Linked DNA regions of Danio rerio: region 1 is linked to region 2. A link is a contact called in public Micro-C data. All regions are on one chromosome and are shown on one strand. Each heading gives the region's core, a stretch centred on a gene start, on an enhancer-like site or on the middle of the called end of the contact. The rest is flanking DNA. Distances are from core to core; before and after follow the strand shown. Region 1 has its middle 190 kb from the start of pik3r3b. Region 2 has its middle 22 kb from the start of tspan1.

The links. A called contact is a pair of places that touch in the nucleus more often than the background predicts.
Region 1: a contact with region 2 is called in a Micro-C map of caudal fin, with 5 times the contacts expected there. The contact joins two enhancer-like sites. A contact is called at or near these places in 2 of 18 Hi-C or Micro-C datasets (caudal fin and an unstated tissue).

What each region holds. Positions count from the first base shown.
Region 1 is chr6:35,866,657-35,871,213 of GRCz12tu, reverse strand. It overlaps a transcript of pik3r3b not described here. Among named protein-coding and RNA genes, the nearest start is that of pik3r3b, 190 kb to the left of the region's middle. Within about 2 kb of position 2,088, at least 2 of the 62 cell types and tissues checked have an H3K27ac peak or open chromatin away from gene starts, as enhancers often do. A contact at or near this core is called in caudal fin, where this site is marked.
Region 2 is chr6:35,670,651-35,675,494 of GRCz12tu, reverse strand. It overlaps a transcript of pik3r3b not described here. Among named protein-coding and RNA genes, the nearest start is that of tspan1, 22 kb to the right of the region's middle. Within about 2 kb of position 1,839, at least 5 of the 62 cell types and tissues checked have an H3K27ac peak or open chromatin away from gene starts, as enhancers often do. A contact at or near this core is called in caudal fin, where this site is marked.

The DNA.
Region 1 (4,557 bases), core at 839-3,338, 200 kb before region 2:
ATGTCTGTTCGTACTATCTCCTTTTGCTACATTCTTTGTAAAGTGTCCTTGAGCTCTGAAAAATAACAGATTTTTTGCAAGTCATTACGACATGTACAGGTATGTTGTGTTATGAATATATACAAAATTTTTATAATTTCAGTCCATTGCACAGGCCTATTTCAATGGATATATTTAGTGGCTGAGTGAAGTAAGTGGCATAGTGAATGCTTTCACAGCAGACACAGAAAGCACTGTGGTATGAAACCCATTCATTTCATTGCATCAAGCAAAGCTGGTTTGTTTGTTTTTTTGCAGACCAATGCGAAAGAGAAGCAGAGAATTGCGCACCATGGTCAAAATATTCCTGCTGGCAAAATCACTACTGTGCTGTCATTGCAATGCTGGTAAAATGATGCCTTTCAGTATCAATAAAATGTGTTTTTGTGAGTTCATTTTAAAAAGTCAAAAACTTACATTATTTAATAAAATAATAAATAATGATTACAAAGCATTTTTTGTTTCGGTTTCATCACATAATTTTCATTTCAATGCATCCCAAATAAATTTCCCCAAAACTGGGTTGACACAACTCATCAAGTTACAAAAGCTTTACAACACAAAAACAAATGTTTTTGAGCACCATTTAAAAGCATAATACAAAACATAAAACAAAATGTCATAATAAGTATGCTTTGAGAAATACATTAAACATTAAACCAAAAAAAACATTTTAACATTTCAAAAGATTACCCTAAAATGAACTACTGCAATCATTCAATAATTACTCATTAACTGTTAATAATTACTTACTTTCTAATATGTCACCTTGAAACTATAAGGTATTATCTGCGTTCTGAAAGATTTTGAAATATTGAGCTTCAAAGTTTTTGCATTCCATATAGAAAACAGTGTGTGTGATATTTTTTAAAATTAAAAGTCTTAAAATGTAAACAACTTATAAAAAAAACATCCCATAATGTAAATAAGTTGTCAGTTAATAAGAATATGTCAATAACTCAATTCTGACAAAAATCTCAGATAGAGCCTTATAATTCTAAGGTGACAAATTGTTCCAAACCTGCTGGAGTTTAATTCCTCTGCTTAACACAAAAGAAGATATTTAAAAGAATGTAAGAAACCGGAACTCACTGAGTTCCGTAGGTTTTTCTACTATGAATGACAGTGACTACTAATGGCTTTCAGTTTTCTGTTTTTTAGATATTTCTTTAAAATATCTTCTTTTGTGATTAGAAATCACACAAGGGAGAGTAAATTATGAGTAAATGTTTATTTTAGGTTGAACTATCCTTTTAAAAAGCGAATGAGTTTTAATAAGAATAATTCTTTCCGGTGAAATCAATTATTTTTTTTTTTATACAAACGTTATTTCAAAAGACCTTCAAAAAAGGGCAACATAAACAAAATGTGGCACGGCTGGTAAAGGATCTCCAGGAGAAATACATCACCAGTTAATATCTATTGTTGATCCCATTAGAGGCATTTATGAGAGTAAAGCACAAGACTAATGTTAAAATGTGAGGGTGTCGCTGTCAGCCTACAAAGCTTTCTGTGTGCCTGTTCCAGCGGCTCCCTGAGAACACAGCCTATCAGATCTTATCCATTTTCTATTAAGAGGACAGAAAGCAATTTCTAGGGTTTTCATTGCCCTGTGTGTGTATGTGTGTGCGTGCGCACGAGTGTGGTTGTGTGTGTGCACACGTTTTAACGAGCTGTGGTCAGGATGACAGGAAATTACTGAATGGATCAGCACTTCTGCACAAAGCCATTAAGTGTCCAAAGTCGGGGGTCAGCCAGCTGAAAATGTAGGAAACAACACGTCCCTATAACAAAAACATTTTCTTCAATTGCCCATAAATTAAAATAAGTCCCCTTATTAATTTTTGGACTTACCGAAGCATATTCAGAACATTGTCAGCATAATTTACTCATTTTCTGCACACATTATCTATTAAAACAATTGTTTTTAATTGGCTCCTTCCCTTTGAAGGTTGAATACAGTGACCCACTCTTGCATTGCAGTACTGTATATACAAATCTGATTCACATTCAGAGCAATATTTAGCTGTGACCACTGGGGGGTGACAGATTAGCCACAGCATCTCTGCGGTCCAGATATATGAGCCTTTGTGTGCTGAAGAAGGGACTACAGTGTGTGGGACAGAATCGTATGCTTTGAAAGGACAAATGAATGGTGAAAGATAGTAGTGGGATCTTACATAAGATGTTAGAGAATGTCTATGAATGTCAAACATTCACATCATGCAAAGGGCTGAATGTGAATTTTAAATGCAGTTTCAAGCAGTTTGGTTCACAATTTGGAAGGGGCAATTGTGTTGAGCAAACTGTTATTGTAAATTATTAAAATTGATAATAATGATTGATGATACTAATTATGATTATTATTATTATTATTATTATTATTTCATTATGATGTTTATGATTATTATTATCATTATTATTATTTATTTTTTATTATTATCATTATTATTATTATTATTATTATTTGATTATTATTATTATTAATCATTATTATCAATATCATTCTTAAGACTATTATTACTACTAGCCCAAAATTGGCTGCCTCTACATAATTTGGACACGTACAAGTGGTTGGTACAACTCCAGGACATTATAATGTTTGAATTATCCACAGCTTGAGTGAACTTGGTACAAATGAGTACATTAAAGATTTGGACTTCAGAAGCTGAAAAAATCTGCATGTTTATTGCAAAAAACAATGATCAGGATCCAGAATTATTGCCTTATTTTGTATAATTGATACTTGATACTGTACTTTGTTTTTGTTTTTTGTTTTTCTGTTATCATCTATTTATTGGATACCAGTTTTAAGAGACTGCAAGGGAGGAGGGTGGGGGAAATTTAATTGATATATTTCATTATTTTTTTTTTTTTTAGCCTGTGTGCTTTGCTAACAATAAAAATAGAAGAAAAAAATGAAAGAAAAAACAAACAAATTAAAAATAAAAATAAAAACTTTGAATAAAACATATGAATCTTTATTTCCTTGATATCCAGTATAAATGGTTAAAATAAATAAATGTTAAAATACCATTATTATTTTACTTTCCCAGAGATGGGTTGAGGCTGGAAGGGCATCCTGTGGCAACCCTGGATTATTAAAAAGACTAAGCCGAAAAGAAAATGAATGAATGGACTAATATTTTACCCTAAATATCCAGAACAGCTCTTTCACATTCTTTCAACATTTTTGACCACCATTTTAAAAATCCTTGGTCAAGATCAATGTGCAGCAAGCTAACACTCATTATCATTAAAGAGCTCCTGTTATGGGTTTTTGAAAATGACCTTCGATGCAGTGTGTAACAGCTCTAAGTGAAGTAAAATATCCAGCTAAGGCTTAAATCTGAAAGTGCGGCGTGTTGAAAACTATTGATTCATCTATAAAAGAGTCAACTAAAAGTGGTTTAAATAAATCGCCGCTCTAACGAGTCTTTAGCCGTGTCTGCGTGACGTTGATACAAAACTCAAGCCCTGCTTATTTATTGCACACGCGGACCGGGTAAAATTTAAATCTCCAACCCCACCCACAAACACTGTAGAAAGAAAAAGAGCAAGACAAACACTGTAGCAGATCCCGGGTGGATCAAGCCACAAAAACAAGGTGCTCAGAAGTGTGAGGGAAAGTTATTGTTATTTTCCCTACCCAAAGATGAGGCTGTGTAGAGTCAATGGTTGAAGTTTATTTCTGCAAAAATACCTCAGCATTATAGCCCCAGCCCTGTGCTGTGTTCCCGTCATTTTTCTGACGAGTGCTTTAGCAATCTACATGCTTACAATGGGAAATTCATTGGCTGTTTGTTAAAGGAAGGATCAGAAAAGAATATATTGCACTTTGTCAGAGCTTGACAGGGACTTTACAGTACATAGTTCATGGATCAGTTTCTTCCTCCATTTCACAAGTGTAAGTAAGTGCTATTAAAGTGGTTGCCTCCTTGTTTTCTCTAGCCTGCAATTTATGTATTTAATTGTGGTTTGTTACTTGTAACCGCTTGTACTGTACCTGGTTAACTCTTTATATTCTCCCTTTATATTTATATAGTTTTCCGGGAGAAATAACAAAACAGGAGGGTGGCGGGAGATTGGCCTGAAATACGGAAGACTCCTGGAAAAAACGGGAGTGTTGGCAGGTATGCTCACACATACAATCGGCACTCTGACTACCTCAAAATTGTTGATAAACTATGGTGGGCATTTCTGTCTCATGCTGAATGCAGTCGACCAATCACAACAGACTCGGGCATCAGACCAATAAGCGCAGATTAGCTAAGGAGTGGTTTGGGAACAAATGAATCGCTGAACGAATCATATGGGAGTCTCTGGGATAATTAGGTAAAAAAAAATGCATATTATAAGACCATGAAAGCGTTTTTTGACCTTGCATGCATATCTGACTATTGTTGGAGACCCCCAAAACCAAAATATGACCCTTTTTAATGCATAATAGAGGCTCTTTAAATTAATCCAAGTGGCACTCAATGTAGATGCAACCGATATCGACTCAGATATCGCCTG
Region 2 (4,844 bases), core at 590-3,089:
TTGTAGTGTTTTTAATATGCTTAAAAACACCTTACAATCTTAGGTTACTCATTGATTACCTTTTCCTGTGTCTAATTTATTTATTTATAGGATTTATGCCCAAATTCCAGTTTATTATTCAGTGTGGTCTTTGCATGCTTAATTTAATGTTACATTTGTATTTCAAGTTTATAATTTTCCTGTAAAATCTGCTTTTGTGTTGGTTTATTAAGTACTAAAGTTCAGATTCACCTGCAGAGCCCTAACGACATTTCCACAAGACGTTTTCCAAAAGCTGCGTTTATCAATATTCTACTTACAATATGCACCATACAGCAGTATGTTAACACACACAACACTTATAAATTCATTAATTCATTTTCTTGTCGGCTTAATCCCTTTATTAATCGGCCGCTACAGCGGAATGAACCACCAACTTATCAATCATATATTTTAACCAACTGCAACCGATCACACATAGTACAGTACGGACAATTTTTAGCTTATCCAATTTACCTGTACCGCATGTCTTTGGACTGTGGGAGAAGCCAGAGCACCTGGAGGAAACCCACATGAACATGGGAAGAACATACAAACTCCACACAGAAATGCCAACTGACCCTGCCAAGGCTCAAACCAGTGACCTTCTTGCTGTGAGGCGATCGTGCTACCCACTGCGCCACCTAAAGTTAATAACATTTTTAAGTTACATCTGATCATTTTTTCTTCCATTCAGTTGATGAAGAGTATAACAAGTGAGAAATGTCATTATTTATGGATCATTTTGATCAGTGAACTAACAGACAAGCAGTGAAATAACCATCCGTGAACAAACTCAGATTGGTCTTATGAACTTGTTTACTAGACAAATAAATAAAAATTAGATAAAAACAAATAAAAAATAAATAAATAAATAAATAAAAATTACTCAAGGGTTTCGCCCGGGTGCTCCCCACAGTCCAAAGACATGCACTATACTGTAGGTGAATTGAATCAACTAAATTGACCCTAGTGTATGTGTGTGAATGTGAGTGTGTATGTGGCAGGAAGGGCATCCGCTGTGTGAAACATATGCTGGATAAGTTGCCGGTTCATTCCACTGTGGTGACCCCTGATGAATAAAGAGACTAAGCTGAAGGAATGAAAAACAACACAAAATCACATGACTACTAGATTGAATGAGCTACATCCTATGCTGTTTTTTTTTTTTTTTTGTGGCCATTTTGGAGTAGACAGTCCCAGTCCTTCACTTTAATTAAACTACGAAGACTGACCAGGGGATACTTCACTACCATTTTGTAGAAGAAATACAGTCATACACATCTGAACAAGTCACATCCACCACTTTTGTGAGACTTGAGGAGCGTTTTTTTTTTTTTTTTTTAATAATTTCTAAGCTTGACAGCCCCAGTTCTCCTTTCATTTTATTACAATGGAAAGACTAGCCATTGAACTCTTTTCACTAGCTCTCCTTTTGTATTAAAGAAATGAATTCAAATAAAACAATTTGAAACAACGTGGGTGAATAATGACAGAACTGACATACTTATGGAAACTCTTCTGTTCTGTTCCATCTGTCCTCTAAGCACACGTCATGATGCCATCTTTGTTTATATGCGTGTTTGAAAGTGTGTGCTGGCATGTGATTCCATCTACATGCATGTGTGTGTGTGGTTGGGATACAGGCAGAGGGATGATACCGTCTCTCAGGCTCACTGTGCTGGTTCAGTGAGCATGGAACTGACCCACATTCACCACCATCACATTAGCTCTTCCTGCCTGTCCCTCACATAGACATTGCGTAACACTGCGGCTCTTCTCTGCACTCGAATGTTCCACTTTCGCTAGATTCCGTAAAGAAAACATATGCCTGAAATGCATGCAAATACATAGGCATGCCTGTGGGTGAGCTGGACTCATTGTTCTGCATAAGGAAAAAGTGTCACAGCATCAAAAATCCCCACCTGCGTTTTGACAACATATGTACCTTCTGCCTTAAGCAGCAAATTATATTTTGTTTGACACTTTCTGCAAGACTCAATGTATTTTATCCACTGACCACTGATCTTCATTGTGATGAGATAATAAACATCATATGCCTTTTGAGAACCTCTCAATCAAAAAAATATAAATTATGTTATGTCGCAGGGGGGACAATGAAATCTTGGTTTTAAAGGGTGCAGGAAAAAAGTCTTTTTATAAACGCAGCCTCCAGGAATAGCAGTTTCTTATTTCTCATACATTATTTCCTTTTAACTAGAACAAAATAGGATGAGTGAAACTATACATCTTCTAAGTGTGTGTTCTCTTTAAACAACCTCCTATTGTGCTGCGAGTTTGCACAAGGAAAATATTTATATATGTATTTTTGCTGATGTTCATACAAGAAACACTGCCACTCAGTGGACAAAATGACACACACAGGCATTTCCACTACTGTTCTTTTGTTCCCTTTAGATGGTTTCTTTCTTTCTTTTCCTTCTGTTTATTTGTTATTTTTTCCAACAGTCTGTCTGCTTTTATCCATCCATCATCCATCCATCCATCGTTTATTTTATCCATTCTTCATTCCTTTGACCATTGCTCTGTCTGTCTGTCTGTCTATCTATCAATCTATTGTAATCAATATCTATCCGTCTGTTTATCCATCCATCCATCTGTCCATCCATCCATCTATCTGTCTATCGACCTATTGATAGTTTGTTTGATTCTTTATTCCTTTTTTTACATTGGTCCATCCATCCATCCATGACCATTCATCCATCCATTTGTCCAGGTTTGTTTTATTCATCCTTCAATCCTCTGTTAATTATTCTTTCAGTTTTTCTATCTATCAATATGTTTGTCTGTCCACCTGTCCATTGATCCATCCATCCAACCTTTGTTTGTTTTGTCCATCCTTCATTCCTTAGTTTATTGGTCTGTCAGTCTGTCTGTCTATCTATAAATCTGTCTATTAAACCATCCATCTGACCATCTATCATTCAGTCCTTTGTTCATTTAGTGTATATACAGAACTTCTTAAGTTGAATTTAATACCTTTTAGTACCTTTTTTAATACCTTCAAAAAATGTTTATTACCAGCACGACTTGCACGAGATGCAACTGTGGTGGCATAAATGTAATATATTTCCAAATAGAATAACATATTGCAGATAACATACATTTAAGTAAAGCAGAGGGATTAATCAGGGTGTCACAGTGGGCCTTTGTCCATAGTTTTTAATCAATGTCATATACGTCAATAGTCGCTCTTCCAAGAACAGTTCGGTATGGTTACGGTTGTTTCTCCACTGATTACAATTGCAAACCTTTCTCTGCCCGGAATTCCTGGCACAGTTAGACAACCGTGCAGAACTGTGCTGACAAATTCCGTGTGTCAGGGCTCGAAATTAACTTTTTTACTTGGTAGCACCAGTATTCCCAACTTAAAATATTTAGGAGCACCAGAAAAAAAATGTAGGAGCACCCACCAAAAATGAATGAGCACCACTGCAAATTGTATATAAAGGGATTTATTGTATTTGAAAATAACATCAACTAGGACTAACAAAAACCAGAAACAACCATCTAATTCTGTGATGACTTATTAATATTTTTGCAATAACTTCACAACAAATGTCTAATAATTATAAAATATTAATGATAAAGATGATGACAATCATACTAACAAGGAATTACATTTCTCATTATTCGGCTGCTTTGAATGTGCTTAAATGTGAGTTATCTGCTATAAAAAGTCAAGACTATTACATTATGAAAAATAAATTTATGGTTTGCATCAAACAAAAATGAAGCATTGCAGTAAGAAATGTTTAATTTGCATTATTGTTTTTATATCCATGTCAATTTACTAAACGTGTCAGCTACAAAACAAACAAAACAGTATAATAAATCATTTAATTCAAGGCTGAAAGCTGCAAAGCAGTAATCAGTGATTAAATAGAAAAATAATTTACACCTCAAGAAAGAATGGACACAAGAGGAAAAAGAAAAGTCTCACATTTGCCACTCTTTAAAGATTTTGGTTTGGGTTTGTGTCGTTTTAAATGGTCAGTCTCGTAATGCGCTCATTTACAGGTTTCTGTGTTTGTGGGAAAAAAGCAAGCGAGTCAGCCGACCAGGGCAGAGCAGGATTCTCGCGATGACCACCAGTGCAATACCGCTTTTTTTATGATTCAGTTTAAACTTCATAAAGGGGAGCTTGTTTGGCGATGATGCAGACATCCCAAGTCTCCCAGAAGTTGCAGGAGTATCCCGCAAATGCATAGAGACTCCCGGATGCCCGCAAATGAATGTAAATCCACTGGAAATCGCGCGTCTCCCGCCCGGTCCTTAAAAATGTCACAGACACCCCTCTCCACCGCATCCCTCCCAGCTCTTCAGGTATGCAACTCACCCCCACCTCTCTTCAGATATGTCATACGCAACTCACCCCACCTCTCTTCAGATACGTCACGCGCAACTCACCCCAACCGCTCTTCAGATATGTCGCACGCAACTCACCCCCATCGCTCTTCAGATACGTTGCTCGCATATAGCGGCAATAAAAATCGTCTTCTTGCAGACGTGACTATAAGCCCCGCGGTTATTTCCAACTACAGGCCTAGGCCAGTCTTTAAATCTTGCGTCCTCCAGCCTTTTGCTTTAATTAATTAATCAAAGGCGAGCTCGCCTATATGGTTGGCAGCAAGCCAGCCGGGTACCCGCTGGTTTGTTTCAGCGCGCACGAGAACTCCACCTCACATGACAGTGCTCAGATCTTACTCTCGAGTCTCAACATATAAATAAATCCACACAAAATTTAGAATTAAGGCCTGCACTTGACACAAATTGTAAATCTATCTAAAAATCTGGGCTCGAAA